Regions from separate parts of the Ovis aries genome. Here region 2 is linked to region 1. A link is a contact called in public Hi-C data. All regions are on one chromosome and are shown on one strand. The core of a region is the stretch at or near the end of the contact, and the rest is flanking DNA. Distances in the headings are between cores, read along the strand shown.

Region 1 (7,164 bases), core at 3,881-6,380:
GTGAACAGCAGCCCCCCATTTCTGGTGCTCCACATGCTCAGAGAAACTTCTCGAGTAACAGACTACAGAAATGATCCTGAAAGTAGCCTTGGTACCATTTGTTTTCAATGGTGAGCACAGAAACATCGATTCCGGGTTCAGATACTACTCAAGAGGCCTGAGAGGACCAGGCCACAGGTTACAGCGACACTGTCCAATAGAACTTTGTGTGAAAATGGCCATCTTCTATGTCTTCCCTCTTCCGATATAGCAACCACTAACCTCATGTGGCTACTGAGCACTTAGTGAGCCTTTTAACTAATTTAAAATTTACACAGTCACACTTAGCAAATGGCTGTTGTATACTGGACTGTTCAGGTTTATCCAGAGGATTTATAATGAGTCACTTGCTGATCTCAAAGTGAATGGTGGGCAGGGATTGAAAACTGGTACTAAACATTGCTGCCTCTGTCATTTCAAATAATAACAGAACTCAGAATATTTCTCAACAATGAGAAATGCCACTCTAAGAAAAAGTACAGAGATGAGCTCACAATTAGTCTCAGAAAAGGAAGTCAGTCATTAGCTACCGTCTGACATCCCAGCAATTAAGCAGTCTTGGGAGAAGAGCAGGTATCTCCAGAGAGGTGCCAAATAAATAGGAGATAAGAGACTATAAAAATGAGAAGCCACTTGGTCTTTCACCACAGGATAATCCAATGCATGTGAATTAATGGCGAAAGGCTCAATAATAGCTTTTGTGAGGAAATAGGAGCAGTGTACAGGATATCCTTTTTCCGCACTAAAGCACCCAATTCTTTCAATTTTATATACAGCGGAAGCAATTAATTGTACTAAAAAGAAACCCACAGCTGGCTTTTCCTGATGGCCCCACAAGCAGCAAGGACTATTGTTCAGCTTCCGGGATAAACGTAAAGTCATTCTACTGCACGGTTGAGATTTTTCTAATTGTTTAGTTTGACTTTTCCAAGGATAAAAATACGTCCATTCTCCTTGTCATCACACATTTTCAGAATAAGCAGCTGTCCAAAACTTAATTTTTTATTTGTAATGTAATCCAAATACTACAGTACATTGACTGGATGCTAGTATTTCTTTTCAACTTTATGTGACTGAATCATAGGTTAGTCATGTTTGTTTTATATGTTTATATGCAGTGGAACTGCACTGTCTCTGCTCTTGTGGTTAACTTTCACAGTGTGATTAGTTGAGGATCGTGCATGACAAACAAATAAGTTATATGTCAAAAACCCAGAAACTTAGTGTTTCCAACTACTGGACCATATGGTGGTGTTTTGCATTAAAACGCACTGTGTTTCATCAATGCTTAGATGCACACTTTTTGACGTTTTATCACTTCTAAAATTAGGATGTCTTACAGTTAATGATATGTCGTAATTGGCAGTGTTTTTCTTTCCTAGTTGTACCTAAAATAATGTTGCTTATAATCGTTATCTTATTTTGATGAAATATGGTACATATGTAAATTCTGATTGGCATGATGTATTATTCCAAGTATAACAACAGAATAATTTTTGTGTTGAGCGTTTGCACTGATGAAAATGAAATCAAAATGAAAATTTTAATTAATTACACATCCTATATGGGATTCTAATTGATTTAATTCTGACAGATACACATCTGGCCACTTTCATTTCCCCCAAACGCCCTGAAAGGTATGTAATGTTATATAGTAAAATATAATGTATCTATGAGATATATACGGAGAAGGCAATGGCAACCCACTCCAGTACTCTTGCCTGGAAAATTCCATGGAGGGAGGAGCCTGGTAGGCTGCGGTCCACGGGGTCGCTAAGAGTCGGACAGGACTGAGCGGCTTCACTTTCACTTTTCACTTTCATGCACTGGAGAAGGAAGTGGCAACCCACTCCAGTGTTCTTGCCTGGAGAATCCCAGGGATGGGGGAGCCTGGTGGGCTGCCGTCTATGGGGTCGCACAGAGTCGGACACGACTGAAGCGACTTAGTAGCAGCAGCAGCAGCAGCAGCGTGAGATATATAATGTTGTGTAGAGGTCTATATAATGTTAATAGTAAAAACCAGTTGGTTCTTTAAGCAAGCCAGGGGCTTGGCTCCCGGCATGCAATTGGAATGGCTCTTTCATGGTGTTCCGTGGGCCGGGAGCCGGTTGTGTACTGCGCCACTCTCGGCAGCATCTTTCACAAAAAGCAGGATGGCACCTCTTGGAATCCTGCAATGTAGCTGCCCGAGGCGCTGAGTGCAGTGACTACAGCAATTGTGCTAGAAACAGGGGCAGGAGAGGGTAGAAGGGAAAAAGGGACAGGAGTACTCTCTTTGACCCTGAGGGATAGAGCAGCGCGGCAGGCGCATTGAGAAGTTTGTGGCACCGCCCCCCACCACCCTCCCCATTGCCTCTTGGAAACAGGGGCAAGAATCTTAACTATTACAATGGGATCTGCCTGCCAAGCAGGAGACACAGGTTCTGTCCCTGGGTGGGGAAGATCCCCTGGAGAAGGGAAATGGCAACCCACTCCAGTATCCTTGCCTGGGAAATCCCATGGACAGAGGAGCCTGGTGGGCTACAGTCCATGGAGCTGCGAAGAGTCGGACATGACTGAGCGATCGAACAGCAGCAGCATTGGTAGGTTCCTGCCTAAGACTACTATTTTGATACCTTGAGTATTTTGATATCTTCTATGTTGTCCTCCCCCAGCCTGGGAGGCTAGAAAACCCCTATTCGTATGTAAGTGAATAAAAGTATGAAATAATATTTTGGAGAAAGACACAGGAATAGCTAAAGTGTCCAAAAAAAGTCAGTGATGTAGACCACAGAGAGAAAAGCCTAAGGGGTTTAGGGTGGAGCCGTCAAAGATGAGTTCCTACAGGAGGTGGTATGTGGGCACGGGAGGCAGGAGAATGGCAGGAAAAGGAGAAATGAATGTGGCTCATTCTGTGGGACGTGGAGACCCCACTCTAGCAGAATACTTTCATACAGTAGTGGTGCTCAGATTGTGATGCGTGTGGCGTCTCATTAAGCGAAACCTGGAAAAACTGAGCAAGATCAGTTGAAAGAGGGAATGACCAACTAGTGTAGCTGGTGTAATTCAGGCATACAATGAGGAAGACAGATTTTAAAGTGGGTAACAAACCAAATGTAAAACCTACATTTTAAAAGAAACAGTGACAGCTATTGATTACTGATTGGATAATTGATTTTATTCCCCCATGAGGGAATGGAGGAAGTTCTTTTTTTAAAGAGCATTGCTGCTGCTGCTAAGTCACTTCAGTCGTGTCCGACTCTGTGAGACTCCATAGACAGCAGCCCACCAGGCTCCCCCATCTCTGGGATTCTCCAGGCAAGAACACCGGAGTGGGTTGCCATTTCTTTCTCCAAGGCCTGAAAGTGAAAAGTCAGAGTGAAGTCGCTCAGTCGTGTCCGACTCTTAGCAACCCCACGGACTGCAGCCCACCAGGCTCCTCTGTCCATGGGATTTTCCAGGCAGGAGTACTGGAGTGGGGTGCCATTGCCTTCTCCGTTTAAAGAGCACACAGAACTCCAAAACTTAAGCATTATTTGTTGAAGAGATGTTAAATTTAAAGCCAGTGATAGGGAGTTCCCTGCTAGTCTAGTGGTTAGGATTCTGGGCTTTTACTACCACAGTCCCAGGTTTGATCCCTGGTTGGAGATTTTGGAAGCCATGCAGCATGGCCAAAAAAAGAAAAAGTTATAGTCGGTGATACTTCTGTGCTGTCATTACAGGATTTCTTAGACTCTCATTCTATCAAGGTAAGTGCTTTAAAATTAAGCCTCAAAAATACTAAAAACAAAACCCAAAAAGTCAACCCTGCTTTTGTTAACAAAAATATAAGAAATGAGTGAGGGCTGTCTATCAGTAGAGAACAAAATGAGTTAGCAACTGTCTTAAGGACAATAAATCTTGACTCGGAAAGAAACATCAAGTAAAGAATTATGTGCACAACTTACTTTTATGAGATTTTAAGCTTTTAGGGGAAGGAATGTGCTGGGCATTATAGTACATTTATTTATTCAGTAAATATTGAACACATACTCGTATGCCTGGCAGCAGGCTAGATCCTAAGGATATGATGGAGTAAGAAAAAGACAGTTCTTGTCCTCTAGAACTTTCTATCTAGCACAGGGTTAGGTACCCCAAAATGTGTGGTAGATAAACTAGTGTGTCTATGCACACTGGAGGTACCACACTACACCTATATATTTAGATAACCATGTCGAGCACGTACATATAGTTAATATAGTATGGCTGTTAATAACACAGCATTCCTGATCCAAAATTATTATCTCCCCAGTTATCTCAGCTTGAATCTTTATCATGACACCTTGTCTTTCTTTGAATGGTCATTCACAAGTTAACCATACTCAGCTCCAGATGCTAGGATTTCTGGACTACTAGTGCCAACAAAATTCTTGAGTAGAATCAGTGTTTAGGAGTGGTAAGTAGAACTGGATATGGTTTATACATGTACATATTAACAATATATATAAATATATATATATGTATGCAGATACAAGTATATACATATATATATGTATGCAAGCACCTAGTACATTTTATTTTTAACCAGGCAAAAACAAAAGCAACTATATACATATATATATATACTAATATATATTCCGGGAGTTGGTGATGGACAGGGAGGCCTGGCGTGAGTTGGACACGACTGAGCGACTGAACTGAACTGAACTTGTGTATATCTGGTCAAAAAATAAAGTGTAATTGGTTATAAACCCACTGCTCTCAGGACAGAGAAAGGCAGCAAGGTGAATCGCTACAGGATAGGGAAGGACAGATTGACGGTGGGCTGAGTGGAGCTGGGGTGGGGAGGCCCCAGGTCTAGGTGTTGGGTGGGAGGACCTCAGGCCCTCTAGGTAGTACCTGCTAGCTGGAGAACCGTGAGCAATCAACAGGGGGTAGTCCAGGAGAACAGCAGGCAGCTGTTCAACTTGAGGCAATGCGGGGAAGGAGGCCTGACAGATGGATAGAACATGGACAGGGAAATTCTAGAAAATAAAGCTGAAGGCAAACAAGTGTTACCACTAGGGGTATCAATCGGTACACAACAGAGTCTGTGTTGTAGGGCTGGGGCAGACTCCAGAGAGCAGAGTCCAGACCACAGGCAGAGAAAACCGAGTTCCACACAGGTTAAAAGGCCCGGGCTTCAGGAGCGAGAAAAGGGCTGTGAGTCAGTGCTTAGACGGGGGCCAAGGTTGGACATCTTGGTGTAAGTAGCAGAAGCAGCAGGTGGCTGAGTCCTGGGCTTGGGACTGGAGCTTTGAGAAGAGTCTTCCTGCCAGGAGAGGATTGTGGTCTACGGTAAAGGGTGTGCTGACAGTAGGGAGAGGTCAGTTGAGACCGTGGACTAGGCAGGACCGAGTGGTGACTACTTTGTAGCAAGAGCTTCACTGAACCATCTTTTAATCATAGGAAACAAGTCCTTTGAAAAAAAGAGAAATGAAAATAGAAGTGGGAAAAATCAAGTTATATACAAGTAAAAATAAAATGGGAAGTAAAATATTATACCAATACAAAGGAAAACACAAATTCAGATTTTTAAACTTTATTTTGTGCACTCAATTATATATATATATATATATAACTATCTTTTTTCTTAAACACAGTTTCTGTTTTGGCTTGGTCCTTCTTAACCATGACGTTAACCAGGGTATTATTAACCAATAAAATGATGTAGTAGGGTCTATGCCGAATAATGTAGCTGTTTCCTCTACTCTTCATAGCACTCTTATCCATTTAATATTGGGTTTGAAAACAACTAAAGCATCACTCTGCCAAGGACATCCCTTCACTAGTCCCTCCTTACTGAATTCTAATTTATTTCCATATCCATGATGACTTAGGACTGCCTTTATAGCAGGGAAGTGACTTTGGATGGATTAACTTGGATTAGTCTGTCGCTCAGTCGTGTCTGACTCTTTGCGACCCCATGAACTGTAGCCTACCAGGCTCCTCCATCCATGGGATTTTCCAGGCAAGAATACTGGAGTGGGTTGCCATTTCCTTCTCCAAGAGATCTTTCCGATCCAGGGATTGAACCCAGGTCTCCCGCATTGTAGGCAGACGCTGTCCCGTCTGAGCCACCAGGGAAGACCTAATTCAACTAACACCTTCCCTGAAAGCAGACATGTCCATTTCACTGAATATGGTATAACCCATAGCTTCCCTGACTCGCCCTCACCTTTTCAACATAGTCTAAGCCACCCTCTAAAACTGGATACCAGGATTCCCTGGCAGCCCAGTGGTTAGGGCTCCGCACTGCAAGGGGCCTAGATTCCATCTGTGGTCAGGGAACTAGGATCCTGCAAACTGTACAGTGCGGCTAAAAGAAAAGAGAAGATTAAATAAATAAACAAACTGGATTTTGATGACAAGGTTCAGAAATGCTTAAAGGAAATTCCGTCTTTTATCTCATTCATTTAACAAATATTGAGCACTAGTTATGCACTAGACTCTGCAGAAACAGTTGAGAACAAGATGGACAAGGTTTCTGCTCTCATGGAGTTTATATTCTAGTAGGTCAGAGAGACTCAGACCATGAACAAATAACTAAATGAAGTAATTTCATACAGTAAAAAGTGGTATAAAGAAAACGAAATTGGCTGTCTCGGGGTGTTAAGATAGGTGATCAGACCTATCTTGAGGACCTGAGAACTGCAGAAGAGGGGTGATTTTGCATTCCAAACTAATGCTGTGTGATTTGGGCATGCAACTACCACTCTTGAGGCTTATACCTCAAACAGACCATGCAGAGGAAAAAGATCCATTTCCAAAGCATTCTGTTAACCTACTTAGAGGAAAACTATCACAGTAGAGAATGTTGAATTTGCACCTTGAGGTGTTGCCTTTGAGTTTGGGGGCCAGACCATACGTGTTCAGTTGTCTCTTTGGGCTTCCTGGCTGCTCTTGTTCATTTAAGTGGGCAGGAAAACCGGAGAAACAGGCTGGCATGCATACACATGCCAGGAACCAAAGAAAACACCATGCCCTGCTCAGTTGTCAGTACCTAGGTTGCCTGCTGTGATAAAGCTAAGGATTTCAGCCTGGGCACTCAGGTGGGCTCTGTCCAAGGAAAGCAAAAGGATATTAAGTAAAATTCTTGAAAATTTGAAAAGGAGATCCTTTTCTCAA
Region 2 (6,792 bases), core at 1,082-3,581, 130 kb after region 1:
CCAGGAAATCAATTTTATATATTACCATTCTTTAGTTATTTGGTGGTTCAGAGTTATTTGCATTTAGTCATGATTTCAGAAGACAGTTGCCAGAAGGGAAAAGTGATTAGAGGAGGGCATAGACGTCATAGTAAAACATTATCTGACTGATAGATGAATAAACCGAGAGATCAGTGGAACTGGTTACTAGACCTGTAAGTAGAAGTTAGTATGTGATAAAGGTAACTTTTCAGATTACTGAGGAAAAGTTGGCTTATTCAGTAAATGGATTTGGGAGTAGATAGCAATGGCACCCCTCTCCAGTACTCTTGCCTGGAGAATCCCAGGGATGGGGGAGCCTGGTGGGCTGCCATCTATGGGGTCGCACAGAGTCGGACACGACTGAAGTGACTCAGCAGCAGCTGAGAAAAATGGAGAAAAATGAAGCTGAGTCAGTTTTGTACATTGAAATAAGTTTTAGCCAGATTTAGCCATGTAGATATATAATTCATGTATATATACATATATATTTACATATATAAAGTGAAATGCTTAAATACTAGAACAAACCTTGGAATAGTTTTTAAAAATAATCTGAATCTGACACAAAACTTACTAGCCAAAAAAAACCACAAAACACCTTAAAATTAAAAAAGGAAAGATTGATGGTGTCAACTACATAAAAATAAAACTTTACTATGTGGTAGAAACCACTATAAATAGTCAGAAGACAGTCTAACAGTGAAAAATATCCCCTGCTTATATTACAAAGAGCTAATTTCTTAAATATAAAGAGCTTCTATAAATCGAAAATAAAAAAAATCAATTCAGTAATTACCAAAAAATGAACTTATGGTTTGTTTAAATAGAAATACATATGGCTCTTAAAAGAAAAAGATGACTCAAGAATACTCAAAATATGAAAAATATGTTAAAATCATACTGAGGTTTTATTTTTTACCTGTTATACTGGCAGAGATTCACATGTTTGATAGTAGGTCTTTTAGATAGAGCATCCTTTTCTACTTTTGTTGCTTCCACTAAAATGGCAATAAAGAGTTTTAAAATGTTTTGTTCAGCCAGAACAGGGAGACAAGATGACAGCAAAAAGCTGTGGAATCTGGGAAACTTATGGATGAGTATAGACCTAGAAAATCTGAATCCCAGGCTAGAAATTGAGAAAGACAAACAGCAACCGATTTGTACTACAAAATTCCCCCAAGAAGTTCACGAATTGGCAGTACTAGCCACCTCTGGAAGTTAAGCCGAGGGTGGCAGGGAAACTGAGAGGGTGGCCTGAAAGTCTGTTTTTAGAAGGTCAGGTGCTGTGTTGGTTGTGCAATCCTGTGTTAAGAAATCACTCCCAGATTTAGTGATCTGAAACAGTGGCTATTACCGCTCACCATTTCTGTGGGTCAGGACTTCAGGAGTGACCTGCCTGGGCAGCTCGGGATCTTTCGTGACCTTCAGGAAGATGTCAGCAGATGCTGGACTCACCTGGAAGCTTGGCTGGAACTGGTAGATCCTCTTCCAAGGCAGCTCACTTCCAGGGCTCACTTCCAGGGAGATCTTAGTCCCTCCGATATGAACCTCTCTACGGAGCGGCCTGCATGAGCTTACTCACAGCAGGAAGCCTGGCTTCCCGTGCAGAGTGAATGGTCCAGAGACCAAGGTGAAAGATGGGCGCTGTATGTGATCTAGACTCAGAAGTCACACCATCTCTTCTGCCATCCATATCTTACTGGTCACCCAGGTCAGCCCTGGTGCTTTCTGGAAGGGAATTAAACAAGGACAGGTGTACCAGGAGGTGAGAAATTTTGTGGGCCATTTTGGTTGCCAGATAACCACTGATGTTGAGATCCCTGTTCTTATTCTGAATGATCATGTGACTTTGATCCTGAGCAAAAGGCTAGAAGTGTTGTCTCGGGGAAAGAGCAAAAATGTTCCCATCTATGGTGTCCCGTTACTGAGGGTGAGATAAATGGTATAGTGAAAATAAGGAGGTAAAGTGAATATTTACATACTAATTTGTGGGCCCCTCAGCCGTCCAGAACCGTGCTAGCCAAGCTTGTTCCCTCTAGATAATGTATAAGAAGATTATTCTTAGGGAACAACCATCTGGCCCAAGAAAAAAAGACCTAAATATTCTGCCTCCAGTAAGCCCAGTGAAATGGCCCCAGCAGATTATCAGAGTGAAACCTGTAATCAGTAAGCCCCATTCACGTATTAAGAGCTGCCGGTCAGGCCGTGAAGGACACTGACCCCTGAGAAACAGGAAGCAGATGAGGTGAGTCTTGCTATTGCCCAGCTTACTCCCTGAGAAGAGTTCCTGACTGCGGGACACAGGAATGACTCACGCAGAACCCAGCAGGCACTCTGAGTCGAGGAGATACAGCTGAGAGTCTGAGGAGAGAGCAGCAGCTATGGTTCATAGGTGCAGAGTGCTGGAAAGGAGAGAGTTTTCATAGAGGAAGAACTCTGTGGACGTCTTCAGAATGGCCCCATAGAATATTCAGCTGATCTTAGTCAGTGATTTCAAGTGAGCAAACCCCCAAGGCTGAGAAAGACTGCCTGAAAAGGTCAAAGGATCGATATTCAGTGCTCACACAAGGCCGTGAACAGTGTCTCTTCCCACCAGCTATGTGACCTGAAAACCTCACAATTCACGGGGCTCTGTTTATAGCACTCAGAAGGGTCTTGCCTCAGCATTGGAGAATAATTAGTCAGCTGTCTGACTTGGGGCAAATGGTGAGCCCTGGGCCTATGGTTTCCTCTTTTGTAAAAAGGAAACACTACAACTTATCTCTTAGGAGTTTAATAAAGTTGAAGTAAGTCACAGAACAGTGCCTGACACACTGAACATCAATAGAAATGAGCTGTTTTTTTTTTTAACATGTATCAACATGGATAAATAGGTAATACATAAGAAATTTCTTATACAAGATGTAAAATATTAATACAACATATGCCATTTATAGAAATTAGTATCCAGAGAAAAAAATTTGTGTGTGAATATATACTTTTTATGGTAAAGGTATAAATACATAAATAGGAAGGCTATAGCCACCTTCAAGACAGTGTTTGTCTCTTAGGATTAAAAGAAGAAAATGAAATTATGAGGGAAATTTCAAATATTTTAATGTTTATTTAAAATATATCAAAAAATTATAGCTTAATATTTATTAAATTTAAATGGTTTACACATGGGTGCTAATTAAATTAATCTCTACTGTTTAAATGTTTGAAACATCTCATAATTTAAAGTTTTTTTCAAAAACCTTTAAAAATATCAGAATGAACTTGTTTGACTTCTCTTCCGTAAACTCCTTTTCCCTTTTTAAAAATGGTAGTATATTTATTGTTCATTATGATGTAAAACTACGTTTATGAATTCAAATGAAAAAACATATGTAAAGCAAAGAATGGATATTCTTACATCCCCAGCAATAACTATTATTTACAACTGCTATATATCCTTTCTGATCCTTTCAGAGAAGTATAGATGCATATAATTCTAAACTGTTTATAGTGAGGGTGAGACTTTACATGCTGGTTTTTAATCGGTTTTTTTCACTTGCCAACGTACCATGGACATCTTTCCATTTTAAGGTAGTAAATAGCTCTCTATTTCAGAAACTCCATCTTTGGACATTATTTTAACAGAGAATATATTATTCTATGATAAGACTAATTTGGTTATGAACCCATGTGATGAAGGAATGATGATAATGTCAACAGTCTCGAGATTTTTCTTACCTTAGAATTTTATTGTTTTAGAATTTTAATATAGTTATCTTCTGCTCTTTTAAAATAAAAGACATTATTGCAAGAGCATCTCAAGCAGACGCCGTTACAATCGTGATCTGGAACAAGATGAAGCATTTATTCCAGTTGGAGAATCATTAAAAGACCTTATTGACCAGTCACAGAGTTCTGGTAGTGGATCTGGACTACCCTTATTGGTAAGCTGGAATGTCATGTGAGCATGAACGGTGTACTGATGCAGAATGTATTGTCATATGGTGGGGTGAAAGTCGCTCAGTTGTGTCCGACTCTTTGTGACCCCATGGACTACAGAGTCCATGGAATTCTCCAGGCCAGAATACTGGGGTGGGTAGCCTTTCCTCTCTCCGGGGGATCTTCCCAACCCAGGGATCGAACCCAGCTCTCCCGCATTACAGGCAAATTCTTTACCAGCTGAGTCACAAGGGAGATGGCTAGAAGATTAAATCAGTTTAAATAAGAAATATGAAATAAGAAAAGATAGGCAGGTAAGGCAGAGCCGCAAGCAAGGTCAAGAGAGAAAGTGTGGTCATGAAGTGCTGTGTAAGTGTTAGCATCAGCTCACGCATTTTTAACAGCCATCTTGAGGAATCAGGTATAAAATTCTTTGCCTCTCTAAGGTTAAATGATCGATTGGGAGAAATATAACTATTTCAGATTCTGAAATCAAAGAGAAGTTACTCCCACAGATCATCTTCATAAGAAGAACTATACTTCTTATACTTCAGTACGAAACTATGTTATGGAAATACAGTTCATAAAAATAACGTTAAAGGGAGATGTAGGTAATTCTCAGGGAGTTATATGTATAGAAAGATTTAGACTTAAGGATGAAGGGGATACTTAGAATAAACACTAGATACTCAGATTTTAAATGCTTTGTTTACTTGGATGTGTTTAAGTCATTGATGTCTCATTTTAAAATTCATTGAATTAGGTAATTCTGTCATTAAATTGGAAAAGTAAAAGTAAAACTGTCTTCATATGTGAACAGCATGATTGTCTACATAGAAAGTGTTAAGAATGATAATGTGAAATGACAGCAACCAATAAGTGAGTTTATCAAGATTGCATAACAAGGTCTTTGTACAAAAAGCGTTGAATTTATATACACTGTCGACAAACAGGGATTTAAAAGCAGTATCATTTTAAATAGCATTAAAAACTTGAAATATTTGGAATATGCGTGACAGCATTTATGTATGACCTGTACACTTATAATTAGAAAACCTCGCCAAAAGAGTTTAACAAAACCATTCGGAAGGAGATGGATATATATCCTGTTTTTGTTTCAGAAGACTCAATATTAGAGATTTCAGTTAGCCTAAAATTGATTTACCGTTTCAATTCAAATCAGAATCAGAGCAAACTTTTATAGGAATTGATGAGTTTATTCTAAAGACTATTTGGAAATGCAGAGGACCTAGAAGAGCCAAAACAGTTTTGAAAAAGAGTAAAGAGGATTCACTACCTGATTTCTGGGCTCATTGTGGAACTACAGTAGTCAACAGTGTTTAATCCTGGCATCGGGATAAATGTGTATGTCAGTGGGACAGAATAGAGTCTGAAAATGAACGTACACATATGTGGTCAATTGATTTGGATGCCACAGTAATTCAGTGAGGAAGAGTGTCTATTCAGCAAATGGCGCAGGAAAACTTGGGTATCCATTTGCCAAGACGTGAATCTTGACCCTTACCTCACTCCATATGCAATACAGAATCACCTTGAAATGGATCATAGACCTAAATATAAAAGTACAAAACCTTTAAAAGAAAGTGTTTTAGGAAATTATTATAACTTTGAGTGAAGATTTCTTAGGACACAAAAGGAAAAGTCATTTTAAAAAATGATAAATTGGTCTTTCTTAAAATTTAAAACTTTTCCTATTCAGAAGATACTATTAAGAAGATGAAAAAATAAAGTCACAAACTGGCAGAAGAGTTTCGGTAAAGAATTTGTATTGCAGAATATATGAAGAATTTTTACAACTCAGTAATGAGTCAAAAAACCCAGTCTTTTAAGTGGGCAAAAGATTTGAACAGTCGCTTGCCCAAAGAAAATATAAGGATGGCAGATATGAACGGCACATGAAAAGATGGTCAGCGTCATCAGGGAAATGCAGATTAAACACAGTGAGATACTACTGCACATTTACTAGTTTGATGAAAACTGAGAGCATTAAGTGTGGAAAAGAAGATAGATCGCCTGGAAATCTCATGCAATGCTGATTGATAGGTAAAATACAGCTACTTTGGGAAACAGGTTGATAGTTGACTTTTAATACAATGAAGCAGTCCCTCTGCTAAATGTTTATAGAAAAGATACGCAGGGACTTCCCTGGTGCTCCAGTAGCTGAGAATCTGCCTTGCAATGCAGGGGACATGGGTTCAATCCCTGGTTGGCTATCTGAGATCCCGTATGCTGAGGGGCAGCTAAGCTCACGAGCTGCAACCACTGAGCCTGTGCACAGCAGTCAGGATCCTGCCTGCCACAGCTAAGACACAACACAGCCAAACAAATAAATTTAAAAAAGAAAAGATATGCAGACATGTTCCAGAAGAAGACTGTGAAAGTTCACAGCAGCTTTATTTCTAGTAAGTTGTAAACAGCCTGGGGACTTCCCTGGCCGTCCAGTGGTTGAGACCCCTTGCTTCCACCGCCAGGAAGGCAGGCGTTGGGGAGAGGCACGGATTCGGTCCCGGGTCAGGGAACATTCCACATGCCATGTGGCCTGATAAATAAACAAGTAGATATTCTCAATTAAAAAAAATTGTAAACAACCCCAAAATCCAGCAGGTGGTAAATGAATAAATTGGTACATTCTTAGCGTGGACTACTGCTTGTCAGTCAAAGGAACAGACTGCTGATACGTGTAACCGCAGCGAAGCACATTTCAGAGTATTTTATGCCGAATGAAAGAAGCTGGACACAGAGGCTCCTTACTGTGTGTTTCCGTTTATGTCGTATTCAGAACTGTAGGGGCAGAAAAGAGATCAGTGATGCCAGAGACTGCAGGTCGGTGGGGAG

The links. Hi-C and Micro-C count contacts between places; a contact is called where the count stands out from the background.
Region 2: a contact with region 1 is called in a Hi-C map of liver, with 3 times the contacts expected there. The contact joins two enhancer-like sites. A contact is called at or near these places in 2 of 16 Hi-C or Micro-C datasets (liver and muscle).

Annotation. Positions count from the first base shown.
Region 1 is chr25:40,424,726-40,431,889 of ARS-UI_Ramb_v3.0, forward strand. No RefSeq gene overlaps it. Among named protein-coding and RNA genes, the nearest start is that of LDB3, 73 kb to the left of the region's middle. Within about 2 kb of position 5,131, at least 1 of the 54 cell types and tissues checked has an H3K27ac peak or open chromatin away from gene starts, as enhancers often do. A contact at or near this core is called in liver, where this site is marked.
Region 2 is chr25:40,559,955-40,566,746 of ARS-UI_Ramb_v3.0, forward strand. BMPR1A (bone morphogenetic protein receptor type 1A) reads left to right here. Exons shown (of 11, transcript NM_001280714.1): 6 at 3,797-3,941. Among named protein-coding and RNA genes, the nearest start is that of BMPR1A, 16 kb to the left of the region's middle. Within about 2 kb of position 2,332, at least 14 of the 54 cell types and tissues checked have an H3K27ac peak or open chromatin away from gene starts, as enhancers often do. A contact at or near this core is called in liver, where this site is marked.